Linked DNA regions of Zea mays: regions 1 and 3 are each linked to region 2. Evidence: chromatin contacts called from public Hi-C data. All regions are on one chromosome and are shown on one strand. Each heading gives the region's core, a stretch centred on a gene start, on an enhancer-like site or on the middle of the called end of the contact. The rest is flanking DNA. Distances are from core to core; before and after follow the strand shown.

The links. Hi-C and Micro-C count contacts between places; a contact is called where the count stands out from the background.
Region 1: a Hi-C map of ear shows a contact between it and region 2, with 2.4 times the contacts expected there. The contact joins the promoter of LOC100192862 here to the promoter of LOC107403146 in region 2. A contact is called at or near these places in 3 of 25 Hi-C or Micro-C datasets (ear, leaf and tassel).
Region 3: a contact with region 2 is called in a Hi-C map of tassel, with 2.3 times the contacts expected there. The contact joins the promoter of LOC109943176 here to the promoter of LOC107403146 in region 2. A contact is called at or near these places in 4 of 25 Hi-C or Micro-C datasets (bundle sheath, ear, leaf and 1 more).

The regions. Positions count from the first base shown.
Region 1 is chr10:115,131,443-115,134,846 of Zm-B73-REFERENCE-NAM-5.0, reverse strand. LOC100192862 (Cysteine proteinases superfamily protein) reads left to right here and starts at 1,582. Exons shown (of 10, transcript NM_001138051.1): 1 at 1,582-1,840; 2 at 3,109-3,283. The coding sequence starts at 3,116.
Region 2 is chr10:115,361,411-115,364,600 of Zm-B73-REFERENCE-NAM-5.0, reverse strand. LOC107403146 reads left to right here and starts at 1,725. Exons shown (of 2, transcript NM_001321406.1): 1 at 1,725-1,988; 2 at 2,116-3,054. The coding sequence starts at 1,788. The coding sequence ends at 2,631.
Region 3 is chr10:115,557,823-115,561,193 of Zm-B73-REFERENCE-NAM-5.0, reverse strand. LOC109943176 (BOI-related E3 ubiquitin-protein ligase 1) reads right to left here and starts at 1,618. Exons shown (of 2, transcript NM_001365013.1): 1 at 1,141-1,618; 2 at 287-1,040. The coding sequence starts at 1,560. The coding sequence ends at 531.

The DNA.
Region 1 (3,404 bases), core at 333-2,832, 230 kb after region 2:
AGTCCGGTGACTCACCGGACAGTCCGGTGAATTATAGCGGAGCGCCCTCTGAATTTCCCGAAGGTGAAGAGTTTAGCCTCGAGTGCCCTGATGCACCGGACACTATCCGGTGGTGTACCAGACACTGTCCGGTGGCACACCGGACAGTCCGGTGCGCCAGACCAGGGTGCCTTTCGGGATGTCTTTAGCTCGCATTGTTTGAACCCTTTCTTGGTCTTTTTATTGGCTTATGGTGAACCTTTGGCACCTGTAAAACTTATATACTAGAGCAAACTAGTTAGTCCAATTATTTGTGTTGGGCAATTCAACCACCAAAATCAATTAGGAAATAGGTGTAAGCCTAATTCCCTTTCAACTGGCATTAGATACTTCTATATTATTCCCTCCGTTTTGCCCCTAGACCCGCATGTCGGGGCTCAGCACCCTTGTACGTGCCCCCCTTTAGCTATAAAAGGGGAGGCACGCAACGAGGCTGACTCAAGCACACTTAGACCTAGCTCAGGCTCATAAGTTCATACAAGCTCTCGAGCTCAATACATCACACAGTGGAGTAGGGTGTTACGCTCCGGCGGCCCGAACCACTCTAAATCCTTGTATGTTCTTGTGTTCTCCCCATTTTCCAACTATCAGGCAAAACGCTTAGCCGCTTCCTCATCTTAGGATTTATGGCGGGTGCATTCCGCCGCCCGGCCGGAGATCTCTCCGACAATGACCTTTATCTAGATAACCCTAAAAAGTTAAAACTATCATTTGGTTCGGTTTACTCTCCTAAAGTATTTCAGTCGGTCTAATTTACCCTTTAGTAAGATTTATCTTTTTTGTTTCTCTGTATTAAGGTGGTTTTAATTTCAAATTTTATGTGAGGATAGCTGGCACCATAATTTATGTGTAAAATATATGTCACAAATTTATATCATTATTTTGATAAGCTAGGACATATAATAATAAATTAACATTAGAAAGACAAAGTGTATTAAGCACAAACATATAAATTCATAATAATATTTTTAAAACAATATATGGTGCCCACTATCAGCGGCATAATAATAACTTAACAATAAAAATATAAAATTGTATTAAACATAAACATATAAAATTCATATATTATTCTTCTAAACAATATATGGTGTCCACTTGATCTCATAAGTTTTGAAATTAAAATTCAACTTATACTATATAGAGAAATGAGAATACAATTTTATTAAGAGGTACGTTGGACCGACTAAACTAATACTTTCTTTGTCTTAAATTAAAAATTATTTTAGGGATTATGGATTCAAACAATATTTGATGTATGTGTTTTATATATATCTAAATTTATCATCGTCTATCTAAATATAGATATAAAAATCAAGAGCTAAAAAGACCGGTATTTTAGAACCGAGAAAGTAAATCGAACCATACGAACGTAAGCGAGAATTGTAGGTATTAATTTGGGGTTTTCCCTAAAAAATAGACATGGTCAATTCAAGGTACCCGCCGCTCTGGATTGTTTCAGGGCATGTCCCAACTGTCAATGGTCAAACCAGGTCGCCCCCGGATCCGGGAGGCGCCGCGTGGGGAACGAGTCACGGCGCTCTGCTGCTGGTAGTTGGGCAGTAGGCAAGGCCGTACGCGGAAGAAACCGCGGCAGCCTGCCCAGCGCAAGAAAATAGCCGCAACCCAACCGATCGTGCGGAAGCAATCAAGCCGCGGCGCGTGAAAGCGTCCCGTCCCCGTTTCGCTGGCCATCCCCGCAAAGCAGAAGGTTTTGCTTTGCGCGTCCTCCCAATCCGTGGCTAGCGGTCCCCTGTTTCCTGCCCAGCTCGCCGGCGTTCCCCTTCCTCCGCTGCTGCCAGTGGTAATATGATTCTCCTCCTTGTTTTTTTTTAATTTGCAATCGTTAATGGGCTCCATTTGTAGAGAATTTGGGCGTTTCTATGTGCGACGGTGTTGAATTTCAGTCGAAATTGATTCCAATTAGAGTTCTGCGAGTTGGCTTTGTTTTGATACATTGTGCAGTGGCAAGTTATCGTTTGCTACCTGCTTGCAAAATGGTCCAATTCAGGAACCAGGAATGCCAGCCTAGAGTATTGAGCTAATTAGGCGTTCTGAATTCGTTTGCTGTTTGGTGGATACCTAGGATAATCAGCGAGACAGCGACGAAGTATATAACTTTTTGTTCAGCGAGAGTCATGATGATACTGGAAAGCGAAATCCATTGGGACCTTGCCCCAGAGTACAGGTGTTCGAGATTCCGTGAAAAAAAAGTGTGCAGATGATGGACATACGATTCACTATAAGTCCCTAACGTCTTCTACTCCTAATAACCTTATCTTGGTTGGTTTGTCAAGGAGAAACAAATTGCTGCTCCAATTTGTAGCCTCAGAATGCAATTTTGCCTCCAGAACGGCACTATGCTTTATGCTCTTTCCATAACCTAGCTAGCAGAGACCCTCATCCATTTTAAGCCAAATTTCATTATCCATGAGAGGTAGCCATCAAGTTTTATGCTGTATTCTCATGACTCCTTGTGCTCTAAGCACAAATCAGTGCCTCTACTGTACATATATAGTTATACATTTGAGAGGTCATTGTCATCCCATGCATGTAGAATTAAGTATTACATACATGGAACATCACTGTAAGTCCACGTGGATAATTGATTATACCATATGTTAAATGCATGCTGAAAGACTTGGCGATGGACGCAAACTGTGTTTGAGGAAAAAGATATTTGAGATGTCAACACAGACATCACTAACATGATAGTACTGTAGATAAGTGTCAATGTAAACAAGTTATGCAAATCGTTGCTCCTCTACCAACAAGCAAAGACACAATTTCATCATGTACATAATAATAAACATTTTACAGTAAAATTTGTTCAGCTAGGCCTCTCCCATTTTCTCTGCATATGCTTTTCTTTGTCTTTTCCTTTGTGTGTGTGTCTCCATTAAAGTTATATAATTTTCAACCTACGCTGTAGTTTCTGTTTCCTTCCTTCATGCCAGTAGTTGTACAACATATAAATTGCATTTCCAGTGTTTATTTCCTTTTAGATATGTTTTTTTAATATATTTAGCGTATCAAAATTATTATAAAATTCTTTATCCTGACAACCACTAGGTTGGAGATGACACATATGTTTCCAAGGGAAGGTGCCTCATCTAGCTCAACCTCAATGAGCAGCCAAAGGAGTGAAACTCATGATGATAGGATGATTGCAATGGTTCTCTCCGAAGAATATGCCAAGTTAGATGGTGCTATGGCCAAGCGTCTTACTAATTTAACATCAATTCCTGTAAGATGTCTCATGAATTTTAGTTACTTGTATTTTCCTCTGGCTTTTCCTTTTCTTCCCCGCACAGAAGGCTATGTGTTTTGGGCACACACTGTCTTCCTTTCTGGTACAGATAAACTGA
Region 2 (3,190 bases), core at 476-2,975:
TCAAATGGGTCGTGTCTGGCGAGCCGACCCGGGACACGACCCATTTAATTGTGCCTGGGCCAGCCCGACACGAGCGTCGTGCCGTGCATGGCCCGTAGTGCTGGTCCGTCCGGGCACGATTATATTTTTTTTATTTTACAAAAATGTATATACAGATGTACAATCTATATTCAATATTAAAAACACCTGAGCATGATGTTGTACTAGTTAGACAACTTCACCTAGTGTCTCCCGCACTGTTTCCATCAGGGTGTGGGTTCGAACCCACCTCCTGCACCGTTTTTACGCTGATTTAACCAAACGGTCCAATGGGCTAACGGGCCGGCCCGACATGGTCAGCAGGCCGACATGTCTGGACCGGAGCTGCGGGCGTCGGGTCTGTGCCGGGCCGTCGTTTGGCCATCTATATACGGAGGTCTGCGCCGAGGGGTGCAGCAGGTTAATTTAAAAGAAATGCGAGTGAGTTATTTGTAAAAATATGATGCAGGACTAAAAATATGATGCAGGACGACTGTTGAAACTGATGTTTTAATATTGTAGAGATAAACAACCGCTTAGACCTAAATAAGTCTTAAACTTTAGAAATTTTAAAATACATTTTATGATTTTAGAGATCAATATGACACTGTATCTGGCGATCCGGTCCTACATTCATATCGACTGACAAATCTGGTTTGTATAGCTATTGTTGTTGTCTTGTTGACTTTCCAGCGCCTAATTTTGTTATTATCTGGCGCACTTCTCGCACGGTGCGTTGAAACTGCAACAGCGCGTCGTCCATCCACTGTTTGGACTGCATCGCATGCCATGTTTCTCGTCCTTCGAGGGTGAAGTTTACGGCCGACCGGCCGGTGCTGGGATCGATCGGATTCTCAGAGGGCTAGCCGCCGTCTCCGACGGCCAACTGCCAAGACTTTGACTGGCCGGCGCGCGCCACAGCAGTTGCAATCGTTTTTACTAGTGGCATGGACACGGTTGCCCTAGTCGCTAGCTATCTGATCCAGAACAAAGCACAAAAGCCACGGCGCCATGCACTAGCTAGACGATTGAACTGGCCATGGCCATGAAACATGGAGTGGCCGGCCCATCCATCCGTGGTATCGGTCCAGCTAGCCAGCCAGTCCGGGGAACGTCCACCGCCCAACATCACAGTCATCGTCTTCACACCCATGGCTATTGTCCTGTATCTCTATTCACGATGCTTGCAGCTAGCTAGGGCCTAGGGCTAAGCTCACACAGTAAAAAAGGGCGTCCACGGCTCCACGCCCAATGCCCCCACACGCCCGGCCAGGCCGGTCGAAAGCGATCCGCTTTCGTCGCGCCTCGAACGCATCCGCGGCGCCTACGTGTGTTTTTGTTGGCACCGCTCAGTCTTCCCCCCACCCAAGCCTGCCGGAGTGGCATGGCTGAGCCGAGCGTGGCAGTATATATATAACCAGCTCTACCCTGCCCTGCCCTGCCCAGTGCCCACCCATTCCCAGTTCTTCCACTGGCCCTTCCCACCCGACCCCTTCCCCAGTCCTTGCTTTGCGTCTGCCATGGCCGTGCAGGCGCGGCACTTCTCGCACGACCTAGCCCCGGCGGCGGGCGGCTCCCTGTTCTTGGACGAGTACGCCGGGTGCGTGCCGGCACCGGCCCGGATCGGGGACGACACGACGGTGCTCAGCGACTTCCCGCGCAGCGAGCTCGCCTGGTGCAACTACGGCTTCCTGCCGAGGAAGCGGCCGCGCCTTGAGGCGGCAGCGCCAGCAGCGGGCGGTGATCTCTTGCAAGATCAGCGCGTTGGTATGCCTCCGGCGGGCACGGAGCGCCTGCTGCCAGTGCCACCGCTCGTCGACGCGCGGAGCCGGGCGGTGGGCTCCGGCGCGGCGACGTCCACTAGCGGGAGAGTGGTGGCAGTTGGCGCGGCGACCGTCGTCTCGCGGGACATCCCGTCGTCGTGGACGCACCACCACGGCATGGAGATCGACGCGCTCGTTAGACTCGAGGTACGGCCTGAATTAGTGATTTAACCGGAATCGGCTTCGTCGTCAGACTCAGACGATAGATGGGAGTGGGACGCATGGTCGTCCGATGGTGTCGTCTGATCTGTGGACTGTGGTATATGTTGTGCAGGCGGAGAGGATGCGCGCGGCGCTGCAGGAGGCGCGGCGGAGGCACGGCCGCGCGCTGCTGGCCGCCGTGGGCCGCGCTGCGTCGGGGCGGCTGCGCGCGTCGGAGACAGGCCTGGAGCGCGCGCTCCACCGCAACGCGGAGCTCGAGGAGAAGGCCCGCCAAGCGGGCGCCGAGTGCCAGGCGTGGGTGGGCGTGGCCAGGAGCCACGAGGCCGTCGCCGCGGGCCTCCGCGCCACGCTGGACCAGCTGCGGCCCCGCGGTGCGGCCGTCTGCGTCTGCGAGGCCGAGGCCGAGGACGCGCGGTCGTGTTGCTTCGGCGAGGCGCCGGCCGCGCACGCCAACGGCGCGTCCATGCCCAAGCTGGCGTGCAAGTCGTGTGGCAGCGGCGGAGCGTGCGTGCTGCTGCTGCCGTGCCGGCACCTGTGCCTGTGCCGCGTGTGCGACGAGGCCGGCGTGGACGCGTGCCCCGTCTGCGCGACCACCAGGAACGGCTCGCTCCACGTCCTCTTCTCCTGAACTGGAGGACTTCTTGCCATGGCGGGAGACGAGGCTTCCCTGTTTCGCTGCCAGAGCGCGGTACATGCGACGCGAATGCGGCGCTTCAGCTAGTGCCACACGGCGATGCTGGGAAGGAGATTCTGCGGCCAAAGTGCAATGGCACGAAATGTCCTAGCGAATCGTGCGAGGGTACTCTGCCGAAGTCAGCGCTCACCACTGCCTTCTTAGATACTGAATCAACGGCGTAAATATACAGTACATGTTCAAAGCACAGTTGGTGAAGAACTGAAGATTGGCAAGCGTTTAATCAGGTCCTGAATCGTTGACGGACTATAGTTTCACTTTCACTATGGTGGCGGTTACCGGTAAAACTCTAATCTGATAGCGCTGCACCGTGGCATATGTACCGACTACCCCGAGAAGTAGGAGGAGGTTCGTCGATGATCGCTAATGCGCGGCCATTTCTTCTATCATGTTCCCAGCCAAATAGAGGCAGCTCCTCGCGCGAAAACCATGGAACATATATGCTCTCGCTCACAAGGACTGAGCGGACAAGACATGACAAGTTTTTCTGAGC
Region 3 (3,371 bases), core at 369-2,868, 200 kb before region 2:
TCCAATGCCAAGCCAAAGGTAAATTACTGCACCTCATCGCTCGGTCACTGACCGACCCCCAACGTTGCTTGGACTTGATGGGTAGTGACGCACCGGACAGGTCAGATTTGTACAGGCAAAGTTCTGTCCTCCCGGGACTGGACTGGAGTACACTCACGCCTTTTCTGCGGTGTGGACGAGACGAGCCTGCCTCGTGGTACAGGCAGGCAGCCGAGGGACACCAGCCTGCCTCGTAGTACAGTCCGGACTCACCAGCAACGACGCGATCCGCCGGCATAGATGGTGCTAACTGCTAACATGATGTGGTTTAGCGATCAAGGAAAATGAGTACACGTCTCTGAGCAAACAGGAACTATGACGTGTGGTTTAGCCAATGCATTTCTACATGATTGTACTCAACAGGGCTACTCTCTACTGCTACTAACCAACAAAAGTTTCCTGCCTGACCCCGGTGTCGTGACTCACGTACCGGGGCACGCGGGAGGCAAGCTGGAGTGACTCCCGCTTCCGCTGCCAGTGCCTCCTCGCCGTCACAGCAGGACCTGGAGCGAGGCGTTCTTCACGGCGCCGCAGACGGGGCACACCTCGGCACCGGCCTCGCACGCGCGGCACAGGCACAGGTGCCGGCACGGCAGGACCAGAACGCACGCGTCGCCGCCGCCGCAGGCCTTGCACGACGGCGACGAACCAGTCGACACCGGCCCCGACGGGGATGCCACGAAGCAGCAGGACTGCGCGTCCTCCGCCTCGCCGCCACCGCCACCGCCGCCGGCGACGGCGGGCTGCTGGAGCACCTTGTCGAGCGTGGCGCGGAGGCCAGCGGCGACGGCCTCGTGGCTCCTTGCCACGCCCAGCCACGCCTGGCCCTCGGCGGCCAGCTGCCGGAGCCGCTCCTCCAGCTCCGCGCCGCGGCGGCGGGCGCGCTCCAGCTCTGCCTCCGCGGCGCGGAGCCGAGCTTCCGCCGCGCCCCGCACGACCGCTACCACCGCGCGCGCGTGCCGCCGCCGAGCCTCCTGCAGCGCCGCGCGCATCCTGTCCGTCTGCGGCGTACGGTGTGGGGGGGAAAAGGATCAGAGACACCGTGTCCGTCGACGAACATGTATGTATGTACCACCAGACTCCCAAACCCAACGCACGCACCTCGACCCGCACCAGCGCGTCGACCTCCACGCCCTGGTGGTACAGCTGCGACAGGACGCCACTGGCCGCCGCCGCCCGGCCGCTGGTGGACGCCGCGCCGCACCTGTTCTGCACCTCGTCCAGCAGGAACCCCGGCTGGTGGCCGACGTCCAGGAACCCCGGCACAACGCGTGCCCGCTTCCTCGGGAGGAACACGCTGTTGTCACCGGCGGCATTGCAGGTGAGCTCGCTGCGCGGCTGGGCGTCGCCGAACGCGGCGTCCCCGAGGGCCGCCGGCGCTGGCGCGCACCCGCCGAGGCCGAGCTCGTCCAGGAGCGCGGAGCCGCCGACGGCCGCGGCACCCTCCAGCGCCCTTAAGGCGTGGCCGACGTCGTGGGGCAGGAAAGCTGGTGCGAACAGGTGCTGCGCCTGGACGGCCATCGCCGCCGCGTTTGTCTTGCGAGTGCCGAGTGGGCGGGGAGAGGGAAGAGGAGAGAAGTGGGCAGTGGAAGAAAGACATCGGGACGGGAGGGAAGTTATATATACTCCGGGGGAGAGACCGGGCGGTGCGGTGACGGGGAGGAAACGTGGGGTGTGTGCCTGCCTGGCTGTGTGGGGGCGTCTGCACGGAGACAAAAGCTGTCGGTTTTTTTGTTTATAATATCTGATGACATATGACTAGGAGAGGGAGAGCAGGCAGAAGAACACAGAACGGAGCAAGGCAAATGCAGCAGCTGCGACCTCTCCTTTTCCCCTTGCCTGCGCTACGTTTCTTTTTTTTTTCCATTTTTTTTTCTCCGTTTGATTTGCCGAGTGGCGTGACCCGGTGACCGTGATGCAGGACGTGGAGTGCTCTGGGTGGTGTGGTGGTCCGCGTGGGCCAGCATGCAACGGGTGGCCTACCCTGCCACTGCCTTGGGAGGTGGGAGCTTGCCGCCATGTCTTTTCTTTTCTTTTATTTATTTTACTATAATCTCCATTTCGTGATCCAGCAGTGAGGATTCCTCGAAATGATGGTTCAGGTTCACGACATTTTTTGCTTTGCGATGACGCAATGGCTCTGGGTGTTTTCCTAGCCTACAGCATTCAGCACTTTTAACATGAAGCCATTACAATTTATAAGGGTTTGTTCAGTTGAGTGTATTGAGGGGATTGAATATAAGGTCCGGTTTGTTTTCTTTCATTTCAAGGAATTGAAATCTTACTAATAGAATAGATTATTTTTTTAGAATGTGATATTACACCATTTTTCAAAGTTATCATATAAGACTATCTTAAATTAATGGGTGAGAGATGAAAATTGATTTTATAGATTTACATACTATTTTTCCGATGTATAATTTATAAAACACTCATCTACTTGCTTCGCTATAATATAAATATAGTATATAACTATCTCTTTCATATAATTTAGGTTAATATATAAATATATTACATATATGAATATATGAAATTAATTAGTTTTGTCTAAATTATAATTATTAAAATGAAATTCAATTCCAACAAAACAAATGGGGCCTAAGGGAATTTAATCCATCTCAATCCGCTGGGTACATGGGTCATAGATTTTATGTATTGGCAAACTTGATATTTCTATTTTACTAGGTGAGTGCCCGTGCGTTGCAACGGGAACCTACAATACCACGATAATTATGTACAAATAGGTTTATGTCCGTGCGATGCTACGAGGAAACATGTGAAATCGTTATCTATGTGATACCGCAAATCAAACAAAGCATAAAATTTATACACATGACACGACTCCGTAAATCAAACAACATATCATAACACGAGACTTCTCGACCTAAATTAGATATATATAAATTTTACATGATCTTAAACAACACAGTGTTTCAATCCACTCATATCATAACCACTACAAAAATTAAAAATAACTACAACAACTTTCATCAAAAGATAGATACATGTAGACTTGCCGGTGGTACCCAACACTCGTATCATAACCACTTCATCTGAGTAGAATATGGAATACAAAAGATTACACATTCATATTTAAAATAGACGTAAATATGGGATACAAATATATGATAATACATCCATTCAATTAATTTTTATGCACCACGATGTATATTTTCTATTGATGTGGCCATTTACTTGACCAATGTCGTATTGACAGGCCACATATGCCTGTTTGCTTTACCACCGCAATTGGCAATAGTCATCTAAACACGTCACGTAAAAATAACAAGCTCTAGCTAGATAGTATAAATTCGGTAAGAAAAGGACGTAAA